Linked DNA regions of Triticum aestivum: region 2 is linked to region 1. The links are chromatin contacts, called in public Hi-C maps. All regions are on one chromosome and are shown on one strand. Each heading gives the region's core, a stretch centred on a gene start, on an enhancer-like site or on the middle of the called end of the contact. The rest is flanking DNA. Distances are from core to core; before and after follow the strand shown. Region 1 holds the start of LOC123103765 (20 kDa chaperonin, chloroplastic). Region 2 holds the start of LOC123103766 (probable ethanolamine kinase).

The links. A called contact is a pair of places that touch in the nucleus more often than the background predicts.
Region 2: a Hi-C map of leaf shows a contact between it and region 1, with 5 times the contacts expected there. The contact joins the promoter of LOC123103766 here to the promoter of LOC123103765 in region 1. A contact is called at or near these places in 2 of 5 Hi-C or Micro-C datasets (both in leaf).

What each region holds. Positions count from the first base shown.
Region 1 is chr5A:427,529,196-427,532,304 of IWGSC CS RefSeq v2.1, reverse strand. LOC123103765 (20 kDa chaperonin, chloroplastic) reads right to left here and starts at 1,772. Exons shown (of 6, transcript XM_044525444.1): 1 at 1,539-1,772; 2 at 1,279-1,451; 3 at 165-344. The coding sequence starts at 1,446. It overlaps LOC123103764, which reads right to left. Exons shown (of 10, transcript XM_044525443.1): 10 at 1,980-2,587. The coding sequence ends at 2,440.
Region 2 is chr5A:427,687,312-427,690,497 of IWGSC CS RefSeq v2.1, reverse strand. It overlaps LOC123103766 (probable ethanolamine kinase), which reads left to right and starts at 1,505. Exons shown (of 11, transcript XM_044525445.1): 1 at 1,505-1,822; 2 at 2,108-2,199; 3 at 2,676-2,782; 4 at 3,098-3,186. The coding sequence starts at 1,653.

The DNA of each region.
Region 1 (3,109 bases), core at 523-3,022:
GCAGTTAAGTTGTATTATTATTTCTTGCCCATAGATGGCACTTCAGTAACAACACATTTAGGTGATTTATCTTTCAGTTTATTTTATTTACATGCTCTGCTAAACAGGTATAGGTCCTATCACCAAACACTAGATAATCTTAGTCAACCAAATAGGGTACATACCGGAACACTGATCTCAACGATGTTGCTGCCTAAGCTTCTCCCCTCTCCAACTGCAACAACCTCCCCTGCTTGTGGTCTTGACTGAGCTGTTGTTGGAAGCAATATCCCTCCAGCAGTTTTATCCTCAGTAGTCTTGGTCTTCACTAGTACCCTATCTCCCAATGGTTTCACAGAAGTATACTGCAAAAATTCACCAGCTTATAAACAGTAGAGCTTAGGTAACAACGAAAAGGCCAGGGATTGCACATTAAGTTCTCAGAAGTTTAAACAGTATCACAACTAACTTGTAGTGAGCAACGACCTGCTTCGCCTGAACAACTACAATATAATGTGGGTGATATGGTGTGTTTAGTAAACTGCAGAAAGCTGTAGCTTTGCACATGAACATACTTGGTTGGTGCGCAGCCATGCCACACCACAAGTTAGGCAAAGATTTGTTCCTTGCCACCTGGGTTTCACACGTATTGACTCACAAAAGTGTGGTGCTGATTTTGAACGCCTACTAGCAGGTTTGGGGATTACATCAATTTTATGTTTTGAGTCCTGAAAGTCCCATTTGGAACTTTCATGGATCTGCAGTAACTACATTGAAGGATTTGCATCAGAAATGGTCGGAAACCAGAATTATCTCATATTTTTCATGCTATTTATGGTAATGGTCTTTATATTCATCAAGACAGCGGAGTAGCTGGGTTCGAAAAATATATACATAAAGACAAGAAGGGCAGAAATTTACATATGTACAACAGAAACAACATATGAAGGGAAAACCTATTCAATTATGCACTCCAGTTTGTGTTGAAAAACAATTTAGGCTGTGGATCTGTGTTTTGTAATAGGATTACAGAAGATCTTCTGACAAGCAATTCTTAACGAGTAACTAATCTTTGCTCTCTCAGACCTAAGGCTCCACCTTGCAGTACCCTAAAGCACCATTAACCATTCTAAACTGGATATGAGCAAGTGTTTGGATTGCAGTTTCCTCTCCTACACCCTATCCAGTTTCCTTCTATGAAATAATGGCTACGTGCAAGGTGCAGTCATAGAGCTAGCACAAATTGTGTGAATAGACGGTAGTATCTGACAATTTGTGGCCCAGTCATTTGATTGTTACCTTGGGCGACACGACCGTGGCGGCCCTGACGACGAGGCCCCGGAGCCTGCGCCCCGTCGGCACGGGACGCGCCGACGACGAAGTGGGGATGCGGAGCCCGTCCGCCAGCGCCGGCTTCGCCATCGCCGCCGACGCCACCTTCGGGCCGCACAGATGCACCGACGCCATTGCTCCTGCCGAGACCAATAGCACACAAAATCACGCCGTGAACTACAGGAGACCGAACAAGCTGAGCTTCCGGGGCACGGAGAGGCGCGTACCTGCGGCGAGATTCAGCTGAGCGCGCGCCGGAGTGGGAGAGGGAGAGAGTGATGGAGCGAGGGTTCGGGGAGGAGGAGAAACCGAGGAGACCGGGGATGCTAAGCTTGGGATAAGGATTTTGTTACTCTCGGGTTTAGGACGGAAAGGAGGAGGATGCCGGATGGTTCTAGAAGATGGCCGCCGGGCAGGATTCGGGCTGGGAATCGCTTCGGGCCGGCCCAGCTTTGTCTGCGAATGGGTGGCTTCTCGCTGCCTAGCCCACTATGAAAGGGAGAAAAATGTTACGGATGGAATGCAGACGCTTAACCAAACCCTGGACCATCTTTAAAAAATTGGATTACCTAAAACAAACTCGGGAAAATTGTATACTTAAGCGAGACTTGATTGCAAACTGAATGATCGCACATAAGTCAACTATCAAACAAACAAAGGGATTCCCGAATTAAATGAGATATAATCACTACATAGCCCTTTCGTCTGGTGATGCCCAAAGATTGTACACAAATGAACCTAGTTTACAGAAGAAACTGATGCACAATATTGGGAGTACTTGTGAATATTCACTCACATAGCCCGGTCCTGTGATTTTACATTTTTTACCCATAATCATCCACAACTGTAAAAAAAAGATTGTGATCTACTCAGCCATGCATTTTTTATTTTCACCCGTTCACAAGTATGTGTTGTAGCACTTCTTTCGGTGGGGCAATTGCTTTGCCAGAGAATTTGCCATCGAGCATTTGGCACGTTCCTGCGTCAGGATCTCAGCAGCAGAAACTACGGGCATCAGCACAGCAAACAAAGTGATTCACCTTCACTCTGTATCTTTGGGCATTCATTGAGGTGATCTACTAACGGTAGTTAGTAGTTCACGCTGTCACCGTGGAGTGGTAGATTTCACTAGTCATTTAACAGTTGGGCCAGCATAGCATCTGCACTCTCAGGGCCATCATTGTTTACACTGGGAACTATATGCTCTGGTGATATGAACCGGACAAATTCTCGGAGTTCTGTGAAGCTACTGTGCTCACTGTACGGTACTTCGTATCTGTAGAGGTGAAGAAACAGCAGATAGAACTTCAGAATCAACCCAGAAACAGTAATCGGGTCATCAGGGCTTTGGGGTTTTGAGAAAATAACTTCAGAAACACTAACTAACAAAAAAAATCTATGTTTTCTCTAATGCGTAGACAACATTACATTTAGTTTTGCCCAAAAGAATGCTCACTCCAGCTCTTAGAACAGTTTCTTCATTTTGAACAACTATTAAGCGAGGTTAATAAGGTGAAAACTCGTCAGAAGAAATAAGGTGAAAACTACAGTACTACAATCTCATTGTTGGAAAGTGTCAATAGTGTTAAAATGGTTTCTTTACTATTTTCTTTAGGGAAATTACAGTGTGACTACTACTCCCTCGGAAATATGAAACATTTGAGCTTTACATGATTATAGTCATGAAACATGCTTCCATGGTTTAATAATACTAGCAAATATGCCCGTGCGTTGCAACGGGAGACAAAAAATTATGGCTCACCAAATAAGTATGACTCAATATCCTGATGTATGAGCA
Region 2 (3,186 bases), core at 256-2,755, 160 kb before region 1:
ACGTCACATCGTGCGCCATCATCGCCGCTTCAAGCTGCAAACCACCATTTGTGGTTGCGGCGTCGTCCTCCCTTCCTCCACCGCGCTATGATTGGCACACTGCATGGTCGCCGATCAGCCGCCGCCGCGCCAAGACAACCCTCGGGGGGTTTTCTTTTGCGGGAAGAATGAAATAACCATGGGGTTGCAGTTTCGGAAGAAAGAAGAGGATTGACACGATAATAGAGTTTTTGAGGGGCCCAATTGCAAAGTTACCACCATTTGGACCAGTTTCCGGCAAGTAAATGAGTGACAGTGACACGACACTAGTAGAATACGAGATACGTATGCACCGCCTCGACTCTGGACCATCGTTCCAACCTTTATGACCGTATACAACAAGGTTTTTACAAGTATCAAGACTGTATTATATCACTTCTGAGTATGAGGACCATTTTAGACCTTGCGAGTGGTACGTGCATTTTACAAGGGAAGTAGCGTGCCGACCAGGCAATAAAGATGAAGCGAAGAGGAGATCGCCAAGCACAAAACTCTTGTGGCATCCGTTCGATTTGGACGTGCGACGAAGTTGCTGGACGTCACAGCACACCGTTAATTCCGATGCTTCCGCAAATACAACACCACAAGCAAGACAGACAGACTGTTTCCGAAGGCATTGAAGTTGGGTTCGGTTTGCTGTAGCGAAATACTTTATTCCATCTCACGTGCATATGGCTGCTCGAGAAATCGTGCGGTAATTATAACTAGGATCAAGTTCGGGTCACTTGCGTAGCTTCGTCAAGTTCAACACCACAAGCAAGGCAAAGTGTTTCAAAGACAATTTAAACATCCCGCTTCCTCTACGCGTGTATACGCTGCCTGCCCGGATGCTGGTAGGCTCTGAAACGCACAAAGAGTAGTCACCAAGGTTCCGTCTCAAACAAAAGAAAAAGCACCAGGCAGGTGTCGACTTGGAAAAAATTAACAAAAAATCATATACATTGACTTCGGCAAAATACTAGTATCACCTCCCTTCCGAATTACTGGATACATTTCAGTCCTTTCGCCCATGCGAACAAACAAAAACGGAGTACAACAAGCTGACGTGATTGCCTCTTGCAAATTGGAGGAGCCACGTATTACCAGAATCGGACAATGATTAGCGCCCCACACTTAAGCAAATCAGCATCCATCCAAAATATCTCAGAAAGAAATAGAGCCGGCATCGCCCCAAATCGAGACAGACCCAGCGACAGTGAGCAACTGACAAGGGAGTACGGGCCCACATCACGTGGCTGTTTCGTGGGCCCGTCCGCCACCGAATCATCACCGTCCATCACGCCACACAAGAGCCCGTCGCTCTCCCATCCAGGGCCCACGCGATTGCTGCCACGCGCACCCTACCCGGTTGGTAGGCCGGTGGGGCCACGGCATCAGCTGACGTGGGCGGCCCCTCCTGCCTCCCACGCCACGCGGCCGGTGGCGACTGGGCTCTATAAATGCTGTCCTCTGTTCGGGGCCCCGCGTTCCTCCACCCAACTTCCCTCGTCCCCGATCGCATCGCATCGAACCGAATCGCCGTGAGGCTCCCACCAGAATAGCTCCGCGACAACGAGCTTCCTCGCGCGAGCGAAAAGAGAGGTGTGGAAGCGAGGGGCGCGCGCGCGAGGGAGATGGGATCGGACGGCCGGAGCTGGAACGGGGTCGACGGCGGAGCCAGATGTGGCGGTGAGGAGAAGATGAGGACGGTGGCGGCTCCGGCGCCGGCGCTGGCGGAGGTGCCCACGTCGACCGCCGCGGTCGACATCTCGCTGCCGCTCCCCGAGATGACTCCCCGCATCATGCAAGTCCCCTGATCCCTCTTCCCATTTGCTTCTGCACAAGCTGGTGCGTGTTGGGCATGTGGCTCTGATGCACGCACGCGCCGGCCGGGTGTGTTGGTGTGCGTGCGGTGTTCGAGCAGCCACCACCTGTCTCCGCGAGACGGGCCGTGGCCTGTCCGGGTGCGCGCTCGTATGAGCCGATGGTGTTTGGAGAAATGCCTCGCGGAGAGCGACATGCGCCATTGCCCCTGATTAATTCCCCGCTTCCCAATCTGGTTTTCTAATAAGGTGGCTTGCTTCTCCAGAGATCTCTGCAAGGAGTTGGTGAAGGAGTGGTCGTCACTGGACAGCTCGTGCTTCTCCATCTCGACGGTGTCCGGTGGCATCACCAACATGTGTGAGTTGTGCTCCTTGCCAGTGGCTGTGGCACTGTCCTGGCTCCTGATTCATCTCCCTCACCTAACTACCTGAGCATGCTTGGAAGAGGAAAGAACAGAGGCTATGTAATTATAGTAATTCTTAGACAAGGCAGTTGCTTGAATTGTTCACACAGACCATGCCATAACTTAATGACTGCGCTTTAATGTTGCTTGCTGCTACTCTTTGCTCATTATTTCAGATATGGCACTAGAATTTGATTGCATCTGGCAACCTTTATGAGACCATATACTCTTTAGCATCAGTGCTTTCCACTCATTTCTGCTTATAAATCACTCGTACTGTCATTGCATCCGGAGTTATGGACCCATTATTTTAGAAGCGTTAGGAAATAATTTTCTCTATGTAACTGTACTGATTTACTTGTAAATCATAGATACAGCAATAATACCTAAATGGTTATCTTATATTGTTCGTGATGTTAATGACCTGCAGTGCTCAAGGTATCTGTCAAGGAAGGCTCTGATAGCGAGTCGTCTGTGACTGTTCGGCTGTATGGCCCAAATACAGACTTGGTGATCGATCGGGAGAGGGAATTACAGGTGAGCGCTTCAATCGTAGTGTATGCAAATTGTTTGTGCTACTGGCATGTAATATTTACCTGCATTGTGTAGTGTTCCTGTGATTGCCCATTATAGTATTGGTTTATTTGTTGGTGCTTTCTTAGTTGTGGTTCAGTTTAAAATTTCAGGAATGCAATGGTCATTTCCTATCATAGAAATAGTACATATGCCATATAACACTCAAAGTACCTCACTGTTACATAAAACTAAGTTGCCAAGTAAGCCGAGTATTCTGTTGTCATTTTTGGGGCTGAACTGTTTCCTAATGCATACATCTATTACAATCATGGTTAGGCCATACCATATCTCTCAGCTGCAGGGTTCGGGGCTCGGTTACTTGGAGTATTTGAGAATGGAGTGGTTTCGTCATTCATCCATGCTAG